Linked DNA regions of Capra hircus: region 1 is linked to region 2. A link is a contact called in public Hi-C data. All regions are on one chromosome and are shown on one strand. Each heading gives the region's core, a stretch centred on a gene start, on an enhancer-like site or on the middle of the called end of the contact. The rest is flanking DNA. Distances are from core to core; before and after follow the strand shown.

The links. Hi-C and Micro-C count contacts between places; a contact is called where the count stands out from the background.
Region 1: a contact with region 2 is called in a Hi-C map of blood, with 4 times the contacts expected there. The contact joins two enhancer-like sites. A contact is called at or near these places in 2 of 5 Hi-C or Micro-C datasets (both in blood).

The regions. Positions count from the first base shown.
Region 1 is chr9:28,941,799-28,947,860 of ARS1.2, forward strand. No RefSeq gene overlaps it. Among named protein-coding and RNA genes, the nearest start is that of FOXO3, 29 kb to the left of the region's middle. Within about 2 kb of position 3,958, at least 1 of the 5 cell types and tissues checked has an H3K27ac peak or open chromatin away from gene starts, as enhancers often do.
Region 2 is chr9:28,624,680-28,631,091 of ARS1.2, forward strand. All of the region lies in intron 2 of ARMC2 (armadillo repeat-containing protein 2), which reads right to left. Among named protein-coding and RNA genes, the nearest start is that of ARMC2, 19 kb to the right of the region's middle. Within about 2 kb of position 3,607, at least 3 of the 5 cell types and tissues checked have an H3K27ac peak or open chromatin away from gene starts, as enhancers often do.

The sequences.
Region 1 (6,062 bases), core at 2,708-5,207, 320 kb after region 2:
CCTGGCTGCCGCAAAACGACATGGGGCATGGTCACAGAAAATGGGACCCTGAATTTTGACGGAAGAAAAGAAACAGATGCCGGGGACGTGGCCCATACAAGTGTGCACACTAATGGGTGGTCTCCAGTGTTTTCCATCATCTACCTCAATCAATAAACATGATACATATTTTGCTACCAATACAGCTTCTACTAATGTAGCAGTATATTGTTCATCATAGAGCAAACATGTTTTCGAAAGCTGAACTAAAAGAAAAATTAGGGTTTTATGTTTTATCTATTAACAGGGTTCGAAAAGCTTTTTGCCATCAAGTCTGTGATTGGAAATACCTTATTCTGTTTCTAAAAATTCCAGCTTAATACTTCATGATTCAAAGGCCTAGTCTTAAATTTACATCTACACTTGGTTTTAATGGCTGTTATAGCAAAACAAATACTCAAATGTCGATTCAATTTAGACAAATTATATTAATGGCTGCACCTCCTAATTCCTGACACTAGTTTTTTCAGTTCCATGCACCATTTACACAAAGTTGCCAAAAGGTTAAAAAAAAAAATGAACCCTTAATTTGGAAGCTCATGAAATTTCATGTTTTGTAAGTGTGCAGATGTGGGAATTTTTATAAGTGACATCATTTTTGGCCACAAATCACATCTTGATGCAATATTCACAGACATGTTCGAAATGTTCTCTTTATAGCAGCAGTTACAGCTGTTGTAAAGCTGCTTCTTTCTCACTCTGATTTTTAAAACATCACTCATTCCTTCAAGGTACTGATTCGAAAAATACTCATTAGCAGAAAACTACTAAACTACTTATCACAGGAATGGTTGGCAAATTTAGAACAATTAAGTTTTTTTTTCTTTGTCAAAGAAAAATGTATAACTCATCTTTAAGTCCCAAAATTCTTTTAAGCACTTTGCCATGAGCAATCCAAAAGCCTCTATGTGGAACCAAAGCTTTTTGTGGCCACATCAATCCTCCACCATTTCATTTACAAAACTCTGTGAAGATCCTGCTACTGAAAGCTGTCTTTATAAAAGTAACCATGTCACTGACACCCTGGAACACTGAACTGTAGCACAAGGTGATTCACTGCTGGTGGATGGACAAGCCTGTCAAGTCTCAGCACTGTGGCTGCCACCTCGCCCCGAGGACAAGTCACATGGCTCTGGGTGCCTGCCAGCAGGCCTCGAGAGGGGCTAAGGGAAAGCCTGGTTGTGAAAAAGAGTAAAACACTTTTCATTTCTAAGTTTTTGGCTTATTTCTAAATTTTAATATGCTTTCCAACAAAACAGAACTTCCTGTACTTTTTTCCTGCATCTCAGGACCTGTCATGTGCCCTGGTAGTGTGTATTCTCCCCAGTTTGGAGACCGCTGCCCTCTGGTAGGACTTTGAGGATGCTAGTCTTGCTGCCATGGATTTCTAAGCTTCCTAGGAACGGGGCTGGCCTGGACCTTCCCATCCCTCCCAGGAACCCGGCACAGGGTCGGCTGCTCCATGATGCTAGATGAATGGATGCCGGCATTCTGCCAGCTGGAAGCTCTGGGATGTGCTGATGCCCATGCAGACCCAGATGTGGGGTAGGGCTCAGATAGGAATAAATCCCAGGCCCTGTTCTTGAGCCTTCCTCATGTACTGGCCTGCTGCTGCTGCTGCTGCTAAGTTGCTTCAGTTGTGTCCAACTCTGTGCAACCCCATAGACGGCAGCCCACCAGGCTCCCCCGTCCCTGGGATTCTCCAGGCAAGAACACTAGAGTGGGTTGCCATTTCCTTCTCCAGTGCGTGAAAGTGAAAAGTGAAAGTGAAGTTGCTCAGTCGTGTCCGACTTAGCGAGCCCACGGACTGCATCCTACCAGGCTCCTCCGTCCATGGGATTTTCCAGGCAAGAGTTCTGGAGTGGGGTGCCATTGCCTTCTCCGGTACTGGCCTGAGGGATGTATAAACATGGGATGGCATACAACCCAGGGCAGAATGAAGTAGGAGCTGCTGAAGAAATGCTAGAAAAGGTGTAGGAGAAAGGAGTAAAAGACCCTGTGTTCTTGTTCATTCTCCCTAGGATTGTGAAAGGCTTCCTGGGGGAGGCGGCATTTTGTTCAGTGGCATAGGTTTTTGTACCATTGAAACAAGGAGAAAGGAGAGAGAGAAGAGGATGAAGTGGCCTTTAGAAAAGTGAAAGTCGCTCGTTTGTGTCTGAGTCTTTGAGATCCCATGGACTGTACCCCACGAGGCTCTTCTGTCCATGGAATTCTCCAGGCAAGAACACTAGAGTTGGTTGCCATTCCCTTCGCCAGCGATCTTCCTGACCCAGGGATCAAACCCAGGTCTCCCGCGTTGCAGGCAGATTCTTCATCGTTTGAGCCACCAGGGAAGCCCTTCGTCAATGAGGAGGGCCTGTAGGGAGAAAGTATAGGTGGAGGATGGAAAGCTCACCAGATCACTCTCAAGGACAAACTAAAAAATTCCACAGGTGGTGGGCTGGGACGTTGTAATAGTACTCCAGATACACTAGGCTTTAATAAAACTGTTTGCCTCATGGGAAGACGGTCATGAGCTGTGGACTCACAGATGTTCTTCCTCTTCCTCCCACATCAGTAGTGTGGTCCTTAACCTTAGGGTCCTTGCAGTAGCTTCCCTCTGTCCAGAATGCCCTCCCTGGAGGGTTACACGGCTGGTCCCGTGTCATTCGGGGATGTACTCAGATGCACTCAGATCCCTGCTCAGAGGGCTTCTCTTAGCTCCTAACTGAGGGGTGCTCAGGCACTTTCCACCACATCACCCTTCCTTTTTGTCTCAGCACTAAACACCCTGATGTCTCCTTGTTTATTTTTATGGCGATTTGTTAACAGGTGTCCCCTTCCTGCTCCTCCCACCAACAAATGCAAGGGTCAGGGCTGCTGCGATCACCAAGCACACGTCGAGTGAGCAACCTTACCCAGGTCCTCTTAAAATACTTGCTATAAGGTCATTTTGATGAAATGGTCCAACTTAAGATTATCCTAAATCCACTTATGGGGGAAAAAAGAGAGGGGGAGGGAAACAGACAGACAGAGGAATATAAGAGAGTGGTAACTGGTCCAAGGAAATCAGATGTATGAGGCTACCAGGCAACTTTAAACTCCTATTCAAATTAATTTCTGTGTTTTAAAAGATGCCTTGGGTTACAGAAAAATGTGGTAAAATTAATAGATACATTAAAAAATATTTGAGGTGTGTAAATTCTGAGTATTTTTTGATTTCTTGGCTAATTTCTTTAGGAACATTAAACGTATGGAGTCTTTCTCAATTTCAGTTAACCACAGTTTCTCTGAGAGCACTTCTTTGAAGTACAGATTCCCAGGCCCCTCCGCTGAAGATTCAGATTCATTAAGTTTGGGGTGGGGTCCAATAATCTGTATGAAGCTTCCCAGGTGATTCCTCTGGTTCAGTAGGTTTGGGGAACACACAGTATAGAAATCATCCTATACCATTATCTAGAAAACAGTATCAGTGGTTCACTCTACTGTTTGAAAGGTCGTTCCTGTAAGGGAAACCGTATTGAAGAACTGTAAGATCTTATTTGAGTGAGTGAGTGAGTGAGTGAATGTCACTCAGCTGTGTCTGACTCTTTGAGACCCCAAGGACTATTTGGTCCATGGAATTCTCCAGGCCAGAATACTGGAGTGGGTAGCCGTTCCCTTCTCCAGGAGATTGTCCCAACACAGGGATCGAACCCAGGTCTCCTGCATTGCAGGCAGATTCTTTACCATCTGAGCCACCAGGGAAGCCCGAGATCTTCCTTACAATTTGCTGATTATAATGCTGACCCTAGGCCACACTCTCTCTGAACCTGCAGGATACCTCAGGGGTCTCTTGGGGGGCCGAGGGCCTTTGGCTTACAGGAGGAGGTCAGCGCAGGGCTCCCGTCTCCTCTGCAGCCTCAGTGTTACCAGCAGCTGCTCCTGCGAGGGGGGCACCCTGGCCCTGACCCTGTCACCTTCCAGAGAGCAGGCCAGCACTCTGAGCCCTTCCCTTCCTGGAAGACGCTGCTGCACACATACGCGGAGTGACCTTGACTGTCAGGTTCTTAACGTAGCATCCGTGGGCCCCTCAAGAATCCACGCAGCGGCCTCAAGGGTGTGTGTGCAGAACTTTGGCAGACTATCGGTTACAGTGAGAGGAGTTTCCTGAGCATTCGCCCTATGTTCTTTGTGGACCCCACAACTCAGCTTAGAGAAATGAAGCCATTTTTTTCACAGCATCACAGTGACAATTGGCTGTCCCACCCCACAGCAGGAGGTCTGTGCTGGGGCCAGAGTTGGGGGCCTGCCTCTCGCTGCTGCAGAACACACACACACGGGGCGAGGTCTGCAGGAGGACACCTGAGGGTGAGAAGTGGGCTACCCCAACCAGAGTCCAGGGTGGGAGTGCAGGGGCGGCGGCAGCCTCCAAGTTCATAGGTAGGTTCTTCAGGCCCCCGCTCAGCCTCCAGAGGGAACTGGTGTCCACCCCTTTTCTTCCTCCTCCCAGGGTGGGTTACATCACAGAGGCCCCACTATTAGGGTGTAGAGGTCCCACCCTGAGGATATAGCTCACCCACACACTGGATGTCTGTTTTGCCCCAAACAATGTTAGCTCTTCATATTTTGAGGATTATCTTTGTGCTGCTAAATCTGAGTATGTCAGTACCTCAAAGATATAAGCAATTGCTTTTAATTCTACAGACTGTATTTTAATCCACAGAAATCAATTGATTACTTCTTTAGCAATTGAATTTAATATTCTGCATGCTACAGAATTTGGTAAAAGTATGATAGGTTATTAGTGCAAAACAAGGGGCATGTTTCAGTGACGTCAGCAGCTTTCACACTATGCACCCTGAATTTGGGGTTCTAAAGATGAACCATTGAGTCTGGGAGAATGAAGTTACATCCCAGTTCTCTCTGATCATTCAGAAGAGTAACATTCAAGTCACTGTATCTCCCTCTTCTGAATTTCCAAAGTACTCAGCATTTCTCATGGTAGCTATCACACTCTGCCCCATGTATCAGAGCTGTGTTTCCACACTCAGTTCATCTCCTGGACGGGAGGGGTGGGTCTTGTCACCCTGCAGCCTCTCCCCCAGCACACAACATGGCTCTGTCCTTTCCTCTGCCTTTTACTAACCTCCTGGCTGACTTAAGTGCTGTCAATGTTCCCAGGACACCTGGGCAAGCTGCCCTTTTGGCACTCCCTACACTACGCCCGTGTATTGTCCCAGAAGAGCAGCAGCTCATTGTGGTGAACGTTCGTCTCGTTCACTTCGGTGTGCCCAGCTCCCGGCAGAGGAGACAGCAAGTAAATGATGAATGAATGAATGATTAGTGAATATCTGTACACGATGTTTCACAGCTTTATTGGGATAGAATTCACATACCCTAAAATTCTACCATGCCAAGTGTACAGTTAGGTAGTTTTTAGTATATTCTCAGAATTGTGCAATCATGACCACACTCTCATTTCAGACCCCCTGAAATCATCCCTAGAGAAAAAAACCGGTACCCATCAGCAATTATTCCACATTCCTGCCACCACCTCTAGTCCCTACTTTGTGTCTCTAGGGATTTGCTTACTCTGGACATTTCACATATATGGAATCATACAGGATGTTGGCCTTTGTGGCTGGCTTTTCATTTAGCACAATTTGTTCCAGGTTTGTCCGTGTTGTAGCATGTACTGATACTTCATGTTTTAAATGCTGAATAATAACCCATTGTGCAGATATACCACATTATGTGTATCAGTTTATCAGCTGGAGGATATTTGGGTTGTTTCACTTTGGGGCTAACATGGATAATGCTGTCTATGAACATTCATGTATAATTTTTGTGGGGACATATATTTTCATTTCAGTTGGGTATTTATTATACCTAGGAGTGGAACTGCTGAATTATACAGTAACTTTTTTACTTTAAATATTTATTTAATAATAAATAGTATTTTTATAATAATATTTATTTATTTTGGCTGTGCTGGGTCTTAGTTGTAGCATACAGGATCTCAGTTCCCTGTTGTTGTTGTCCAGTCACTAAATTGTATCCAA
Region 2 (6,412 bases), core at 2,357-4,856:
TCAATCCCAAAGAAAGGCAATGCCAGAATGTTCAAACTACCACACAATTACATTCATCTCAAATGCTAGCAAAGTAATACTCAAAATTCTCCAAGCCAGGCTTCAACAGTATGTGAACTGTGAACTTCCAGATGTTCAAGCTGGTTTTAGAAAAGGCAGAGGAACCAGAGATCAAATTGCCAACATTCACTGGATCAGCAAAATAGCAAGAGAGTTCCAGAAAAACATCTACTTCTGCTTTATTGACTATGCCAAAGCCTTTGACTGTGTGGATCACAACAAACTGTGGAAAATTCTTCAAGAGATGGGAATACCAGACCACCTGACCTGCCTCTTGAGAAATCTGTATGTAGGTAGGAAGCAACAGTTAGAACTGGACATGGGACAACAAATTGGTTCCAAATAGGAAAAGGAGTACGCCAAGGGTGTATATTGTCACCCTGTTTATTTAACTTATATGCAGAGTACATCATGTGAAATGCTGGGCTGGATGAAGTACAAGCTGGAATCAAGGTTGGCGGGAGAAATATCAATAACTTCAAGTACGCAGATGACACCCTTATGGCAGAAAGTGAAGAAGAACTAAAGAGCCTCTTAATGAAAGTGAAAGAGGAGAGTGAAAAAGTTGGCTTAAAACTTAACATTCTGAAAACTAAGATCATGGCCTCTGGTCCCATCACTTCATGGCAAATAGATGAGGAAACAAGGGAAACAGTGACAGACTTCATTTTTCCGGGTTCCCAAATTACTGCAGATGGTGACTGAAGCCATGAAATTAAATGATGCTTGCTACTTGGAAGAAATGCTATGACCAACCTAGATAGCATATTCAAAAGCAGAGGCATTACTTTGCCAACAAAGGTCCATCTAGTCAAAGCTATGGTTTTTCCAGTAATCATGTATGGATGTGAGAGTTGGACTATAAAGAAAACTGAGTGTTGAAGAATTGATGCTTTTGAACTGTGGTGTTAGAAAAAACTCTTGAGAGTCCATTGGACTGCAAGGAGATCCAACCAGTCCATCCTAAAGGAAATCAGAACTGAATATTCATTGGAAGGACTGATGTTGACACTGAAACTCTAATACTTTGACCACCTGATGTGAAGAACTGACTCATTGGAAAAGACCCTGATGCTGGGGAAAATTGAAGGCAAAAGAAGAAGATGACAACAGAGGATGAGATGGTTGGATGGCATCACCGCTTGATGGACATGAATTTGAGCAAGCTCTAGGAGTTGGTGACGGACAGGGAAGTCTGGCATACTGCAGTCCATGGGGTCGCAATTAGTTGGACATGATTGAGCTACTGAACTGAACAGAGTGGCCGCCCATACTCCTAGTCAAGACTAGTTTTCTTTTGCTTAAGCTTTTGGTGTCATATCCAAGAATCCATTGCCAAATCCAAGGGCATGAAGATTTTTCTCCTCTTTTCTTCTAAGAGTTTTATGATTTTAACTCTTACATTGTAAAGTCTTTGGTCCACCTGAGTCAATTCTTGTATGGTGTAGGTAATGGCCAAACTTCATTCTTTTGGTTATGACTCTCCAAGTTATTCCAGCTGTTGAAGAGGAGTGAGAGACTTTTGTGAGGCAATAATACATTGTGTCACGTAAATGTCCTTTGATCCAGGGCCTAGGGAAACTGAACAGAGATCAGGAAAATGGGCTGTAAGATTCTGAAGGTACAAGCTTACCAGAGAGTGCACAGTGGTTGCCATAATGCATTAAAGAAACAAATCCCTTTCCTTCTCAGCGAGAAGGGCTTCAGCTGACACCCAAGGTGGACATGAAGATGCGGGCAGCAAGGAAGGGCTGGTGGCTTTGGGGCAAAAGGTTTAAGTTGAGGCCGCAGTTGCACCCTGAGGCCACCAGGGGGCACCAAGTGGGAGCACCTTAAATGGCTACCATGATGCAGCTTATCCAGAGGGTCATCTCCTGGGGAAGAGAACTTAGAGCACATGGGTTTTAGCATTTCCATTGATGGACACTTGGAGCCTAAAACTATTTTTGTTACTTTTTGTTTATCCTCCCCCAAGATGGCATGGACTGGAAAAGCAAGAGTTACAATTACTCTCCCTTTCCAAAGTGCAGTTCAAAAAAGAACATTCTGTTTTTCAGGACCCCAGCTCTCTGTGAGAAATTCTATACTAGCATTCAAAATTAAGCCATGTTCGCCAAAATGTAAATTTCTTTTAATGGCTAATTTTTTTTTAAGTGACTGCTTATGTTAGCAGCAGAGAAAATAAGAGAAAAAGAGGTATAATTTATCTAAAAAATAGCAGTTCTATTTTGGGGAAGGGATGTTACAGAGAACCAACGTAATTCTGTAATATTAACCTATTTTAAATTTTTCAAATGTCAAAAATGCAGTTTACATTTATTGCCACAAATTCAGTGAACATTTTTCATTATGCCCTAAGCAGAAAATTTGAAATTAAATGTTCAGCAATGTTCAAACAAATGAAGAAATCCCCTCCCCCAGGCCATCCTTTGACATAACTAGGACAATCCAATATAATAACTCTCTAAAAGGATTAATTCTGCCTAAAACCAGCTCCTGAAAAAAACCACATGGCACTTTCTGAAACATTCTTGATAATGTGAACACCATTATTACATTTACAACCCAGGAGCCTGGTGCTGACTCTGTCTTGGAACATTCTATGATAACAGTGAACAAGGGAGTCTTCACAATCAGAGTCACAGGAAAACCTAAATAATACTTAAAATATACAAAATAAAAGCAATAAGGTTGCATTTTACTTCTATTAAATTAATAAGATATTTTAAACATACTCGCTGCTGGCAGTGTTGGAGCAAAAATGGCCCACATGTGTGCTGCTGATGGCAATGCAAATCAGCAGTGCCAGGCAAAGCCATTCAAAGTGTTTATCTGATTCAATGATTGGCATTATTCATCGGAAGAACAATGTTTTACACCTGCTTAATGCAAAATTATTATAAGAACGTTTGTAAGCTTGGAAGCCTCCTAAATATCTACTGAAGGTGGTTGATGATTAGGTAAAATGTGAGGTACCCACTTAATGGGGGGATTCCCTCATTGCTCAGTTGGTAAAGAATCTGCCTGCAGTGCAGGAGACCTGGGTTCAGTTTCTAGGTCGGGAAGATCCTCTGGAGAAGGAAATGGCAACCCACTCCACTATTCTTGCCTGGAGAATCCCACGGACAGAGGAGCCTAACAGGCTACAGTCCATGGGATCGCAAGAGTCGGACACGACTTTGCAGCTAAAGCACCACCACCACCCCACCTAATGAAAAGCACAGGTATATGCAAATAAGACAGTGTTAAGAGGCACAAGTAGTTCTGTTGAGGCAGGGAGAGGGGCAGAATTGTAAATGCAGTTTTTTTCTTCTGCTGTTGAAAGTTTCCTTAATGTTACCATAAATTTATTTGTTGGCTTAATAAAAATGTTAAATAAATTGCAAGCCAAGTTCCTTACCTTTTGGTTATTTGTAAGAGGAGATACAGTCATGCGTATGACTATGTCATGCATCTCTTTTTTCTTAACCTTTTTATTTATGCTTGACTTGACTTGGCTAGCCTGGTCTGTGATTTCTTCCACACAGTATTAAGTTACACCTACCCATTAGGCCCGGGGAAGGGCGACGGGAATTCTCAGAGTATGAAGCCATTTGAAACTGCTTAAAGAGAAAGGCAGTAAGAGCAGATTTCCAGAGGAAAAGTAGTAATCCTGAAGTCATCCCAAGGAGGACAACTGAGAAAGGAAGCCAGATCTGGCAGCAAGGCACAGCTCCTGGGGTGTTGTTCATGTGGTATTTTCTCTAAGGGGGGTGTGGCCCCACAAAATCCAGCCCCCTGGTAATTCGCAGTGCTGACTACCTACTTTTTTTTAAAAGTATTTATTTTTTTGACTGCTCTGAGTCTTAGTTGCAGCTTACTGGATCTATTTCCCTGACCAGGGATCAAACCAGAATCTCCTGCATTTGGAGTGCAGAGTCTTAACCACTGGACCGTCAAAGAAGTCCCCCAATTACCTACTGATGCCCTACTGTAGTAGACACGGTTTTGTCTACCCCACAGCCATTCTTTATTTCTTCCTTGCAGAGTTCCTGGTGATGAACAACAGGACCATCTCCAGCTAGTTTAAGCTAGAAAGGAGTTTATTTATGGACTCTGGGAGCTCACAGGACCCCCAGGAGGGCTGGAAAGCCAGGCTTGAAGACTATATAACCTGGAAGAATACCCAAATTATACTACCAAACTGCTCCAGTGAAGATCTGTGGCCACTGCTCACTGTAACATGGATGTGATGCACGAGATGTTACCACTCAGCTGTTTCTAAAAACTGCGTTGTCTACCCAAAAGGTTCCCCCATCTTCATTGGAAAAAAGAAACTGCTGGCCCCTAGTTCCTGCCTTTGCTCAGTTCTAAATTCAAGTCTTGAGCAGGTGTATCTGGTTGGTGGAGTCCAGGTAACATGCCTGCACCCAAGCCTTCCTGCCAATCAGGAAGGAGAGTTCCGTTTCCATCTGGGACTCATAATGTGTGGAATTTCTCAAATATAAGGAGCCACCAATGTGACAGTTGTCCGCAAAATTTCACCCAACTTTTTTCAGTTGTCGATTTTACTCTTTGTGGCCACAAGGTTTAGGGAAGGCTGGCCTCATATCTCGATTAAGCCAGTTGTGGCAATGCCATTTTCCTTCATGGTAACTGGCCCCAGAAGGCACATGACCCAATTCTGACCAATGAGGCACAAAAAAGACATCTGCTGAGGGCCTTCCGAGAAAGGTTTCTTAGCTCTTAGAGAGACACAGGGACACAATGAGCCCCTTTTCTGTCTCTGGATGGTGGTATGTGGGGATCTGAACACTGGAACTGCTGCCACCGTACCAGGACTGACACACTTATAATGACAAAGCAGAAAGGTGGAATTCATCTGGGTCCTTGATAATATTGCTTAGCCTCTGACTCAACCAAGCCATCCTGTCTCAGGATGACTTGCTGTGTGAAATAATCTTTCCTGTATTGTGTGAGCCAGGTGAGGCTCTCCATGCAGCCCAAAGTATCCTGAGTGACTCACTCTGTCCACTGCTGCAAGGATGACTGAGGATGGTCAGGATCATATGACATGGCCATCTTCTTGGGCTGGAGGACCCTGAGGATATATCAGCATAGATGAAGTGGACAGGGAACGTGTGATTCTGAGCAGCTTCCCCTTCTCAAAAGTGGACCCATCTGTCCCCTCACTGCAACAAAACCCTCTTGCCTCTTGTGAATTTCATTTCCTCCAGTATGTTCAGTAATTGGAGACACCCTGTCCTGCCACTGAGAAGGCTGAAGGAGTTCCTGAAGGTTCTTCCTGGTAGAAACTTCCTGTCACCACCCCCACTTCCATCCTCCACCCCCCCAACAGCCAGCGGCAGGCTCATGGCCTCACCTCAGGCAATCAGACTCTTTCTCTCTAGACCTGACCTCTCCAACCAAATGACTCAATGATGGAAAACAGTAGGCATTCATTCATTCCGGAAAACTCTCCCTCCAGCCCTACTGTCTGGCGAGGACTGCTGAGTCCTTCCCGCTGCCTGGTTGCCCTAAACTGCCCTGGAGGAATATCTGTTCTGTTTCAAAAACCACAGAGTTCCCAAGAAACAGAGATTTCAAAACTACCCAAGCTGCCCAGCCAGAGACATTCCAGTGTGAAAGCTTATACTCTTGAAGAACTTCCAAATTAAAACTTTATGAAAAGGCAGTGCTACGATGCCATCTTTTCCTCTAAGGACTGCTTCGGTGAATTTATACTGAGAGGTTCTTTACATATGAAAGCCATCTTATTTCTTCTTCTTCTGGCCCTCCACCCCCAAATTGGGAGTTTAAATTATGAAATAAAAAGATTGATATAAACAAGCTGCTAAAATTAAACTCATCACGAAGTTTACACATGAAGAAATGGTTCATGAAGCATTTCTGTTTATAAATTTTAGGGAATATTGGTATCCTGGATCTTTGCTTGTTGGGAACCTGAGGACAATTATTTGAAATATTTTAAAAAGTGTTTCACTTCCCGGAACTGTAATGAGTACCATGTGACATCCAAGGGCAAGAGAAATAAATATTGAGTATGTGGAGGAAAAAGAAAACCACTTTATCTCTTCATCTGCAACATTTTTGCTTACATAAAAATTTTCAATTGTGGTAAAAACACATAGTATCCTAACCATTTTTAAGTGTATAATTTAGCAGAATTAAAAAAAATTAGCCAATTTAATGCTGGAGTTTATCAAACATATTCTTAATACAACTTGCTAACATGAGCAGTTGTTAATTTTCTGATAAAATTAGCCTTCTTTAGTCTGCTCTCTGAGGAAATGTTAGTAATAAAGTTTAATACTGAGACCGCACTACAGTGATGACCTCTCTTCTATTTTTG